2 separate regions of the Cricetulus griseus genome follow, and region 2 is linked to region 1. A link is a contact called in public Micro-C data. All regions are on one chromosome and are shown on one strand. Each heading gives the region's core, a stretch centred on a gene start, on an enhancer-like site or on the middle of the called end of the contact. The rest is flanking DNA. Distances are from core to core; before and after follow the strand shown. Region 1 holds the start of Stk39 (STE20/SPS1-related proline-alanine-rich protein kinase). Region 2 overlaps Stk39 (STE20/SPS1-related proline-alanine-rich protein kinase).

Evidence for each region. Hi-C and Micro-C count contacts between places; a contact is called where the count stands out from the background.
Region 2: a Micro-C map of the CHO-K1 cell line shows a contact between it and region 1, with 4 times the contacts expected there. The contact joins the enhancer-like site here to the promoter of Stk39 in region 1. A contact is called at or near these places in 5 of 8 Hi-C or Micro-C datasets (the CHK-Q cell line, the CHL-YN cell line, the CHO-K1 cell line and 1 more).

What each region holds. Positions count from the first base shown.
Region 1 is chr6:106,731,723-106,738,307 of CriGri-PICRH-1.0, reverse strand. Stk39 (STE20/SPS1-related proline-alanine-rich protein kinase) reads right to left here and starts at 3,055. Exons shown (of 18, transcript XM_027420256.2): 1 at 2,628-3,055. The coding sequence starts at 2,862.
Region 2 is chr6:106,838,887-106,845,471 of CriGri-PICRH-1.0, reverse strand. It overlaps Stk39 (STE20/SPS1-related proline-alanine-rich protein kinase), which reads right to left. Exons shown (of 18, transcript XM_027420256.2): 6 at 3,727-3,836; 7 at 3,264-3,365; 8 at 941-1,074. Among named protein-coding and RNA genes, the nearest start is that of Stk39, 110 kb to the right of the region's middle. Within about 2 kb of position 3,126, at least 2 of the 6 cell types and tissues checked have open chromatin away from gene starts, as enhancers often do. A contact at or near this core is called in the CHO-K1 cell line and fibroblasts, where this site is marked.

The DNA of each region.
Region 1 (6,585 bases), core at 1,806-4,305:
GAATGAGAGGCCAAATGGGAATGGGTTTGTATTTCTCCATAAACATTTAAGTCCTTGAAAAACCCTATTCCAGCAATTTTTCAATAACAGGGGTTTCCAAATAGCCATCTCTTAGATGGGAAAACATGAGATCCATATAAAGCATACAAAAGCCCTCTCACATCACAAATGTGTAAAACCAACATGGAATAAGCCGGTTCATCTCTTGAATTCCTCAGGTAAATAAATTCCCTTTTTTCTTTCGTCTTCACTAAAATTGAGCAACCATAATTAACATCATTAACACAAGCAGAGAAGGCCTGGCAAGTGATCCAACTTAAACTAAAATGATTTTATTCCTTAGTTCACAAAAGAGGCCAACTCAAAATACTGTTTCCAAAGTCAAAGCTGACATTCTAACCGTAATGATTAACCACATAGGAATATAAATTAGTTATATGTAAATTGTTCTGGTCCTAAGGAAACCTGCATGGGAGAAGAGACCAACTGACTCTGAGGTGTAAATAGGGGAATCCACTGTTTCTTAGGGAAAGCAGCTACACAAACAATCAAGCACTTTACAAACCCTTACTCAGACTTCAAAACCAGTAGGCAATCCTATCTGACTCTTCTCTGAAGAGCATCTGCCTCCCTTCACCCCAGCCTCACTCAGCACACCCTAAAGGACCATTTATCCTTGTCTCCTAACTCATGAAGTCCTTAAGGACAGGGACCATTGTTTATTTATCCTTGTATTGCTACTAGACACCAAAATGCAGGGAATTTGGAAGGCCCTAAGACCTCAACTAGCAATTAAAAATTATGAGATTAGACTATGGAGTATATAAAAAAGAGGGGCAGAAAGGCCCACCAAACTATGACCAAAGCTTCTGGGAAGACTCTCTAGGCAAAGGAGACCCCTTGGAGATGGAAGCCTTACCTCAGTAGTAATGTCCCTGATTCACTCATCAGCATCAATATATGTTATGTGTATTTGTGTGTGTGTCCATGTGTGTATGTATGGTAGGCATTCAAAGGGTAGAGCCTGCCAAGGTGGCAGGTGAACACCAGAGCCTTTGTAGGACAGCAGAGACCCAGAGTAATCGCTGGGAGAATGCACAAACAGGAGAGGCAGCAAAGAAGTTCAGAGTGAAAAGACTTACATGGCAGGCAAAAACAGTTTTCACTAAGGACTCTGGGCTTTGAAAGCTCCTGGGGTTATTAAACCCTGACAGTGTCATGATGATTCATCCCTAGAGTCTTCAGCTAAAAATTATGAAATATACTAAAAGAACCTTGTCTACAAATATCTATAAGGACTACTTGCTTCTTTTACATACACCAACGTACACCATCACTACACACTCGCTGGTGGGCACACCTCTGCCTGTGAAACATAGATGTATACATACATACATACGTGTATGCATTTCTGGCGGTCTCATTCACACGGGAGATAAAAGTGGCTCCTTTGAGTGCCCAGTGAAATTATACTAATTGTAATTTTTCAAGTAGGAAAAATCAAGAAACCTTTTAAAGTGAAGGAAAAAAACTAGGATAACTTGAATCCTTTTTTTTTCTCTCTCCTTAAATATCAAGACTATGGGGCAGCAACAACCCCACTACGGAGTTCATATGGTTACATGATGGGGGGGCCCACTTTGCCTGGCAGCAGGGCTCACTGACAAAACTTTTAACTTTGAATCATCTTGTAGGTAAGGTTCTCAGCTGGAGGACAACACAATCCCCTAGCCCTTCACGTGTTTGGCTCAAAGAAATAAACGCCGGCTTCTTCCCTTTCGACTTTGCCAGGTATTTAAAAATGTAAGATAAGATGATATTAGTGAGCTGCCTAGGAGACACCGAAAGGCTGGGCGCGGATCGCGGACAGCCTCGAGTTTCATCTCAGCAGATACGCCCGGCACAGGGCAGGAAGCCAGCACGCACGCCCGCTGTCCGGCCCCGGGGCTAGCAGCAGGCGGCGCGCCTGCACGGAGGGAGGCAGGTACCCGGGCACACCGCGCGCAGAGCCGGGTCTCAGGACCGGCATGCGGCGGCGGCTGTCAGAAGGCCAGCATCCTCCCTGGCCTGGGCAGGAGCCTGGGCCTCCGCCGCTACTACGTGGACGGGCTACCCACCGATAGGTCACGGCAGGAGGCACAGGAGCCGCTGCGCCCGCAGGGTCTCCCAGGACGCGTTGCACCCGGCGCGGCGCGGGGGCGAGGAAGCCCAGGGCGGCGCCCCCGCATCCCCACCCCGCCCCAGCAGCCCATCCGCGTGGTCACCCGCCACGGGCTGCGGCCCCCGAGCTTATCGGGGCGGGGGGAGGGAGGGAGGAGGATGCGGCGTTACCGGGTCCCAGCTCCACCGCCCCGGCGATCCCGGAGATAAAAGTTTGCAGCATGCAGCTCGTCTGCAGTGCGAGTCACATCCGCCGCGCCACCTCCTGCAGCAGCCGCGCTCAGAGAAGGAAGGGATAAATTAAAAATTAAAAAATACAATAAAATAACTGTTGAAGCCGGTAGGCCCCGAAGCCGGCCGCTCTGCCTCCGGGCGTGCAGGAAGGCAGGAAAACCGCATCCCGCACCCACTCCCGCCCAGTCTCGGAGCCCGGCCTGGACCGGCCCCGCAGCACCCTCCTCACTGACCGATAACCTCCTGGAGCTCGTACGCGTCTCTGCAGATGGGCCAGCCGACCGCCTGAGCTGCCGGGGCCGAGGCTGGGGCCGCCGCTGGAGCCGGGGCCGGAGCTGCGGGCGCCGCCGGAGCCGGGGCCGGTGCTGATGTCGCGGCCGCCGGGGCCGCCACCGCGGCCGCTGCTGTCACCGGGGCCGCCTGCTGGGGAAGCTGGACGTGCACGGGCGAGCCGCTCGGCTCCGCCATGATGCTGCGGGAGGACAGTGAGGGGACGCGCCGGCGGGCGGACGGACGACCTTCCACTCGAAACTTCCCTAGCCTCGTTGCCCACACCTCTCGGCCGGCGCACGCCCTCCCCGTCCGCCGCAGCCGCCGCCGCCGGAGCCTGCCACGAGGGGAGGGAGCCGGAGGCCGAGCCGGGCGGAGGGAGGAGGCTGCGCGGCGGAGGCGGGACGGGAGGAGGCGGCGGCCGCGCGCCCGCCGCGCGCCCGAACCTCGCGCGCACGGTGCTCTCGGCGCCGTGGGGAACCGCCGCCCCCTCCCGCCCTGCTCGCTGCCGGGGAAGTTTCCAGGAGCGAAGAGGCGTGCGGCTTCGGGGGTGTTTTCGGGGCTCACCCCACTCCCTTCGTGCCCTCCCGGCACCTCCGCCCTAGACAATCGCGCTCTGCAGAAGAAGCCCCCCTGGGACTCCGAGGGCGGGGTCGTTGAACGGCTGCCAGGTTCTCGGCCGGCTAACTCTCCCCGGCTCAGGAACCTGGAGTTCTTTTACAAGTTAGCGAGTGAGACACCTACACGGCGTCGGTTTTGTAGGACGCCGGTTAAAATATAACCCGACTTGTAACTTTCCGGTGCTTTACCTCGCAGTATCCCTTTCGCACCTTGCGGAATGGAATCGCGGGGCTGATCTTAAATGAAACCCGACTCCCCGAGTCCCTGGCTTGTTCTTTTGTTCAAATCCCACTTAGATGTCAGGGGCTGTGAATTTACAAGAAGTGGAGAAGGGCTAGGAGTATAACCTAGCGCTGGCCTAGTGTGCTAAGGTTCCTGGTTCTATACCCCACCTCACCCCACCCCACCCCCCAGCACCTTTTGTGTACTTAATACCATGCTCAGTGGTATAGTGCCTGCCTAATAAACTCCTAGGTTCAATACCAAGTACAAATAAATACATGAACAGTCACATTAACCCTTTAAGACCCTGAGACCAGCTAGCAAGTTTCTTTGACAGAACATAAGGATACTTGCTGGGTCATAAATGAACTGCAATGGAAAGTTTTAAATAAATGCTGCTTTTTCAACACTCCCCAAATTACCTCATCTTTAAAATAGCTGTGGCAAAACCAGAGATCTTCTAATTGCAGGTGTCACATTTGAATGCTCAACTCTGTTCCCTCACAGAGTGACCACGATGAAATGATTCTTGTCTCTGGCTGGAATGCTGCTGTGACTCAGTAGCCTTATTGGTTCTGTGGCTGGCTTTAGGCTGATGGGGTCTCAGGGAGCAGCAAAGTTTGAGAAAGAACAAAGCACGTGTAATACTCCCTCAAACTCTTAAAGGAATAAAGATCTTAAACTTTTTATAAGATAATTCAGAAGAAACGTCGACTTCTGCTAGGAGAAGAACCAGTTGTCTAGTGAAAACAGTGATGCAAACTGATGGTAAGTTTAGAACACTATGGAAGAGTTATGATATAGCAACTCGCACGTTTAACTAAGAATGTGTGCTTCCTTTTATGCAGATATGCTATTTTTAAAAAGCAAGTATATTCATTTTAATTGCTGTCAAGACTACACTCCTTTATAAACAAAATCTAAGCCTCTGATGAACACGGGGTGGGGGGCGGCTCTTCATCACAAGCCCTGCCTGCCCTGTTTACCAATGCATGAGCTGCTCCTATCCAAAGAACTTTTAAGGACTGCTTTTAAAGGAAAGCAAGAAAGATTAATTGAGCATGCCCCCTACTTCTCATAGAAAGTCATATCTTGACTTTTGATCATGGGAGCCTTTAGACATGGTAAGAAAACATGATTCAGGGGTCCCAGTCAAACACAGATCACTTTGCTACCCACAAAGAACAACTGTCCCCTAGTCAGACTAGATACCTGCCCCCAGCCCATTGCTTTCAAAATGGCAACCAGGGAAGCCATTTGTAAGAATTATCACGAGCTCAAGGTTATTAGTGATTTTAAACTGAAGACTGGGTTTCAACATAGGAATGAAAGCTCCAATATTATGGCTGGGAAAGGGACGTTTACCACGGGAAAAAAAATTAATATGACACAAAACATGGCTGAGGTTCAAAAACCCTGGTTTGAATGTAAAGAAAAAACAATCCCGTCATTTGGGAGGCAGGAGCAGATAGATCTCTGTGAGTTCGAGGCCAGCCTGGTCTACAGAGGGAGTTCCAGGACAGTCAGAACTGTTAGACAGAAAAGCTCTGTCACAACAACAGATAAATAAATAAACAAGCAAACACATAAATGAGAAAAATAAATAAATAAAAGAGAAAACAATGCACCTTTATCTTCCCTCTCTGCTTTCAAATCGCTGAATAAATGATTCCTATATGCATTGAAAAAGATTTATGATTTCATGGTATCCTTGACCAGAAACACAATTTAAATTTAGTGATCAATTTCCAGGCAAAATCAAATGCCTCTTAAATACCTATATTCTTAAGTGTTAAGTACAAGTACTAATTTCTTTGGTTATTTATGGAAACATTAACTTAAAGATTCAATCTCATGCTTTATATAGTTTTAAAAGGCCTTGTTCTCTTCTTCCTATTTAAGCCTGATGACAAAGGCCTCTGACACTAGATGTCCTTTAAACTTAGTTACCTGTGGAAGGAGGGGGTTCATGGAACACTCTTGCATGTTGTCATTTTGGTAACCATTAGAGAAGCCACTAGAGGAGACAGGTCTGTGACAGGAACAGTTGTTCTTTGTGGGGAACTAAGTGATCTGTGTCTGATTCAAATCTGTGATTGGTCTCAACAGCGCCATATTTGTCTCCTATGTCCCCCAAACATCCCTGGCATTCATAATCCCAGTCTAGGGATTGGAACTAAAATCATTAATTCATCTGACAAAATACAGGTCATATTTATTGGACTATTTTCATTTTTTTCCCCTTAAAAGTTCTGCTTGGGAGAATGAAAGCAGCTTTTGGAGAGATGAGCAGGTATGGTTCTTTATAAAGAGATCCTGTTCATAGGACTAAGGTCCACTTTAAAGAGACCTGAGAAAAATCAAGCATGGTGGCACACACCTGTAATCTCAGCACTTGGGAGGCTAAGGCAGGATAGCTAGTTTGAGGCCAGCCTGGTCTATATCAGGGAGACCTTGTTTCAAAAGGGAAGAAATGCTCAAAGTCTAAATGCCTATGCTTTCCCTTTCCCTCTGTCATCCCAAACTGTCCATGTGTGTGTGAATGTGAGTGTGTGTGGGTGGGTGTATGTGTGTACAGTCTTGGGAATCAAATCTAGGGACACATGTTTTATACTGTCTGAACTATACAATAGTTTCAGCTTAAGAAACTAGAAGTAAGTAGTTATAGAAGAGTTTTTATAAGAAACACAATTTTCTAGCTCCCATATTTGGACTTTCTAACATCCAGGACAGCAAGGAATAAATTTCTACTGTTATAAGCACCCCCAGCTTAAGGCATTTTGTTTCAGCAAGATTGATAGTTCCAGGGATTCTGGTCTTTTCTCACTGCTTATCAGTATGATATGATTATCAAAATGTCTCCAAACATTGCTAAGTGTCCCACTGCTTATGTAACTAAGAATACACATACTATAGTGCTTGTCTATTTGCAAAGATTATCTATAAATTTGGTCATTTATTCATAAGAGAGGATAGATAATCTCAGGGCCTAGCCTTGACAAAATGCACTTAATTCAAATATTGCATACAATAATTTTTCAAATCTCTGATTTTGCAATTTAAGGAACTGAGTCTCAG
Region 2 (6,585 bases), core at 1,877-4,376, 110 kb before region 1:
CACAAAAACTGTGCTTAAGCCAAAGAAACATGGCCTAACTCACAGCAACACTACAAATTATTTTAAAAGCTCAATAAGTTGCACAAAGAATTTATGACTAGAATACAGCAATGCCTTCTAACAACAGGGTTCCATCCCCAAATGGGAGACTTCCTGGAGAAACGTTATTACTTTAAGCTAAGTAGAAGATCGGAGGCTTAGGTGAACTAGGATAGACAGAAGACTTTCCAGATCTGTTGGTAAAATGGCACACACAGCCACATCCCTACAAGGAGCAAGGCTTGTCTGTGATTTGCATCACTGAAGTTCTTTCTCCTTTAAGTGATAAAGGACTCTGGATTCCACTGTCAATGTCAGGGGCATTTCCAAGTTCCAGAATTAAAAGGGAAGAAAGAGATCCAAAAAAGAAAAAATGAGTTGTATCAATGCAGGGCAGTAACATAAGAATACAGAGGAAACATTAAGTTAATTTAAAGCCATTTGCTTCGCTTTATGAGATTAATCTTTCTAGGTGACCCCCCACAACCCTCCCCGATGAGAATCTTTTAAATAGCCCACACAACTTGTTCTGCAACTAGAAGGAAGCTCATGCAAAATTCACTAACTGGTTCAGACCAGAGCTAGCCAGATGTTCCGATCCTGAGAGGTCAGCTCAACCTAGGAGTGCAGGGTATCAACCCAGCTTCCCTAACCACTGCCAATGCCTTCTGATTTTTGCTTTGTTCCCTTTCTTTTGGTGACAGTGCCTACACCTAGCAAGCAAGACCAATTCGTCTTCCTCCCTCCCTTGTCCAACACTGGCCTCTCTCCCCCACAGACTCTGTTGTACACTAACAATAGCCAGGAGCCACAGCAAGATATCCTTTCCATATCCACAAGCATAGTTTTGTCAGGACCCAAACTAGGTAGGTCATTAGTTCCTAAACTAAGTCCGACATACCTTTTGGAAGGGTCTTTCTGAAGACACAGTGAAAGTAACTTTCTGAAGGACTTGCCATATTTTTTCATCATTTCTTTATCCTCTACTCCAGTTTCTAAAGTGGGCGGGTCATTTTGCAGAGTCAACATTAGCACCTGCAGCCAAAAGAAAGGTGGAGACAGTCTGTGTTGAATGTGAGTGACAATGGAATTTTTAGTTTGTTCTTTCACAAAAGCATCAAAGTCCTTCCTTGGCTGGGTTACCAGCATGCTTTTCCCATAATGAATAGTCCTAAACTTGAGGACTGAAAGGATCCATTTTTTTCTGTGCAAGTCTGCCCACAGCCTCCTTAACCTTGGTTATTCTCATGGACAGAACTTAGGAGATTTGCTCTGTGGATTAAGAATGGTCTTCCAAAGCCACAGGGAAAGAATTTTCTGGGAAGTAGCTCTCACAGGACCTCAGGGAACACTTGCTGCAGCACAGGCTGGTTGGGAAAGAGTGGTTGGTGGTTGGGAGAGAAAAGGACATTCAAGTGTGAAGGCCATTCATAAGTACAGAACCCGCTGTACTCAAGGCTCCTGCAACATATTAGCAACCCTAAAAATAAAACCACAGCATCCCAGGAGGTAACGTGATTTTCTCTTAAAGAGAAAACAAAATGGGAAAACTGCTAAAGGGGCTTGGTAAAAATTGAAAGAATAAGATACTGGTGGGCATAATATAATTATGAGTTACAAAAAAACTATAATCATATCAAAAGCTGTGCTATGTGGCAGGGGACAAAACAAACTACAGCTTCAAGTCAAAAGGCAATAATTCAACTCTTTCATACTAGAAGAATCATTTACTGCAAAAACAAGCAGAGTGAGTACATAGCACACTATTGGCCTACAAAATGAACAGACTTCCCTAATGCATAAATCAGCCCTAATTTATGCAAATTCTATACATGCCAGGACTCCTTTCAAGCACTTGAGACACCTGAATAGATGAATGATAGAAGTAACTGTTGTTTGTGGAGGACAACAGCCAAGAGGAGGATGTGGGCTACTGTGAACTCTGAGAAAGTCCTGGAGGACTTCAAGCTGAGATTAACAAGTGCCTCTTTAGATTCAGGTGGAAAAACTAAGTGGAGATAGGGAAGTAAATAAACAAGTAGAAAAAAAAAAAAAACAGATAAAGGACAAACTTCTCTGAATTACTCTAGTATCTTTTCCATAAAAATCTCTTCTATGGTTTACACTTCAGTTTCAAAGTTTCTACTAAGAACAATCTTAGAGATAAAGAGATGCACATATATGCATTAAGTATATCATTGACATCTTAATTGTATTAAACATTTGCACAAAAATAGAACAGGGTAAGGGTGTAACTCCACGGCACTTTGTGCTCAGAACGGGTGAAGTCCTGGGCATAATCACCAAAACTAATTTAAAAGAAAAATAGCAAATTAACAACACTAAAACATTAACAGAGATTATCTGTGGCTGGTGAAATCGTGGGTGATTATTCTCCCTTGCGATTCTTATTTGTACTTCCACGTTTTCTACAATAAGAAAATACATTTGGGAGGCAGAGGTTGGAAAACAGCCAGGGCATCAAACCAAAACCTCACATTTCCTAAGCATTTCCTAAGCTCTACCCTTTGCCCACTGTTTAAAACAGTGTGACTAGGGAACCTTTGTGCCATCAGATTTTAATTCTTTTAAATTTTCTAAAACTTAAAATATGAAAAACAAAACAAGCATAGAGTTTTGGTGGTGGAATATCTCCGTAATTTCCACTGAATAACTGCAGCCTCTAAACGAAGTCTGGCTGGGGGAATGAAAAATGCTGTGACCCCTCTCAGAGGTAGAGCAGATAAAAGAGTAACAAAAACCTGAAAATAGTCCCCTAAAGTATATGCTGCTTCAAAACACTGTGAGTCACTCATATCAGATGAGCCACACCACCACACTGTACACGAAGGCTGAAACGTTACATACTATCTTTATTTAAAAAAGGAGAAAAAAGGCAGCCTGAAATCCATCAGCAAATATGATAGCCCTCTAACAACTTTCTTACACCTTGTTGGGAGACCTGAGGTTGTCCTGCTCTTTCAGAGTCCGTAGTCGGAGCTATGAATCTGTTCAACTCTGTACTGAGAGTCGCAAAGCAGGGTGCGTACGGCACTACCTCTGTTAATTTGGGGCATGAGAACATGAGTCAGCCTTCAACTTGGCTGCATTCCTCCACTAACTCCCACAAGTCTAAGAGGAAAATAAGCATGTTCAGGAGAACCAAAGAATCCATGCACCCCCATCACAGTTCCAACCCGACGAGTCACCCCGGCAGTCATTACTTTCATTGGTGGGTATTTGTGGTAGGGCGCTGCTCCGGTGGCTAATTCAATGGCAGTTATTCCAAAACTCCACATGTCAGCCTTGAAGTCATAGCCTCTCACCTGAGAAGAGAGAGATAAGGAAAGAGCACTCACAATGATGCCGCAGGTCTGTGGCACATGGTTACATCTGTTACTACGTTAGATACCCAAAGCTAAACACAGAAAAAAATGTCAACGTAATTTGCTAACGGCTCGCTGGCAATCCAGAATTGAAATCTAAGTTGTATGATACATTTTGCTGTGATGACTGACTGAAATGAAATGTTACAACTACAGGACATCAGACGTGTGTTATGTCAGATTAATTAGACACACTGTGTACATATTATCAATGACATGTATCACTGTACTACAACAATCAAGGCAGCATATATATATATATATATATATATATATATATATATATATATTTTTTTTTTACCTGTTCCATGACTTCAGGGGCCATCCAGCATGGGGTGCCAACAAATGTTTTTCTAACTTTATTCCGTGTAACATCACCCCCTGTTGCTAAGAATGCACTGACCCCAAAATCTGGAAAGAAAGAAAGAAAAAAAACAACCTTATTTTATGTTCTGTGTGGCTTATAAATTCTGAACTCATCCCATCTCTCCCCGGTGGGCCCTGGGGTGGTGATGAATAGTTGCAAACACGTCCATGAAGCTGTCTCAGAAATAAGTCATCTGCTATCATCTATGCTGAAGAAATGCTATTAGAGGTAATGGGCCAGCAAGTTCACCATACCATATGACATCTTCTACTAAAAAGGTACTAAAGTCACCATTTTTAAAAATATCATACCAATGAAAGCATCAACACATTTCAAAAGCCCTGAATATGAAATGTCTTAGCCTTTACCTAAGTTTTCTTTTTCTTAATCACTAACAAGAACACAACTGGAGAAAGAGTAGAATGTAATATAGTTATTTTTCTATTTTTGTTGTGATTTTCTAGCCCATTTAATTCTAAATTATTGATGTTCAAAAGTCAATTTCTTAAGGAAAGAAAAATGAATCCATTCCATATCACCATGTCCTAAACTAAACAGTGTATGTTAATACCTTGGCCAAAATCCTAAAAGCAAACCCACACACCAGGAACACAAAATTCACAAGTCTAGTATGTCCTCATGCAACCACCACACAAAGGAAAGGCTGAGTCATCAAAGACCGGGTTTCCCCCACCCCCAAAGTTTGCTTCCTGCATAATGTTCATAAGCGCAGATGGAATGGTATGCAGAATTAAAATAATCTCTTCCTTTGTATCATTTATGATTGTGTATGTACATGAGTGCATGTGTCTGTGTACATTCGTGCACCTGTATGTGCGGGTCAGAGGACAATTTTCGGGAGTTGGTTCTCTCCTTCCACCATACAGAGGTATCTCTCTTGCTGTTTCTGTAGTGCTGCATAACACAGGCTGGCTGGCTCACAAATTTGCAGGTGTTTGTCTGCCACCCACCTGCCTCACCATTGGCACTGGCATTACAGATGCACTCCAGCATATCAGGCTCTTACACGTAAGTTCAGGGGATCAAACTCAGATCCTTCAGTTTTCTGCAGCTAGCACTTTTACCCAGTGGAGCCATTCTCACTGGCCAAAACCATATTACTCTTCCTAATCCTTACCATATATTTAGAAATTTGATATGTGAGATTAATTTGGTATATTGTACATGCATATAGACAAATATGCAAAAATAATTTCTGTAGTGGACAGCAGTGAACATCTGCTTATTAATGCGTGCATCCTCAAGTGTATTTTTGCATATAGAGTACGTGCCGTTTATAAATTTAAAAAAAAAAAAAAAAACTGCTCTGGACTATAATACTTCTTGCTAACAGCCACGCCAGGTATCCCTGGAGAGTGAAGTGGCAGACAGAAAGGTCAGGGTGGAGTAATGTGTGCCTTTAATCCCAACACTTGGGAGCCAAAGGCCACCTAGAGCTACATAGCGAGTCTCCAGGCCAGCCAGGGCTACATAGTAAGACCTTGTGTGCCCAAAATGGGGCGGGGGGGGGGGGGGGTAGCCAACACACAGCACAAGGCAGCATACTATGATATAATTGTCTTTTGCTGGTCCCCTTTGTTGACTGTTAGGGTGCAAGCAATTACAAAGAACATCCTCAAGCAAAAACCTACACCAAAAGCATATGGGGGTTTGCTTTAGATCTGCAGCGCTGTTGTGCACGGTGTGACTTAGGAGCTTTGTAACTAGTCCCGTAAGTGGACATATGCTGACTTTATTTACATTTAAACATATTCAGTCCCCAACAGGACATCAGTTACAAGTAAATAAATTGAAAAATGGCATCTTTGTTCCAGCTGCTACTTGCAATGAAAAACCATTTTATTCGAAAATGCCATACAATTTAATTGGCATGTACGGGTCCTACTCTAAAATTCTTTGAATGACTACACTGCAGTAACTCACAGAAGAGCCAAGTGAACTGTCAAATGCCTACTACCGATGGCTAGAGAATGGGACTATTCTAAGGCTTTGAAAAATAAAAATTTCAATTTAATTCATATTTCCCAAATGAAGTTGAACAAAGAAATCAACGCTTTGCTTTTATTAAAATGATCTTACAAATTGATAATATTAAGTAAATACATGCTACCTATAAATAACAATGTGGATAAAGGCTGCTTTGAGAAAAACTTAGGTTCTCACACTAAAGGCTTTAAATCCGTGAGCCAAGTAAACTAGAGCTATTACTTTTCAATGTCTCGGGATTCTACCTGCCTGCAGGATACATCTGAAAAGCTAGAAAAATCCCTGAGAAGGATACACATGGACAATGCCTCTTCAATGCATCGTCCGTAGTTCACCTGAAATTCACATACTTATTCACAGCCCCGGCTCAGAACATCTACTTTAAAGTCAAAAGCAGATGGCGAAATGTCTTTTGAGCTCAGGAAAAAAAATTCCAGAAGCAGAAAACACCAAGCCTAACATCTACTCACCACCACAACTGCAGAACAGCTTCATCTGGCTTTCTAGGTAAGGCTGGTATGTACACAGAGCACTTGTTCTGGGAACAAAGCCTTTGACAAAAGTACACAGAGTACTAATACAAACAGGAGAGCCAGTATATGCTGTTCTGTTTCAACAGTATACATGTGATGGTGGGAATGGTGGTGGCGTGGAGCAGGGAGGGGGGACCAGGACAGGAAAGTGGGAAAGTGGGAAGCCAGGTTTTCATAGGAGCCAGATACTCTCAGAAATCATGCACAATTTTCTGGCAACAAAGCATCAAATGCTATACATGGAATCAGCCAG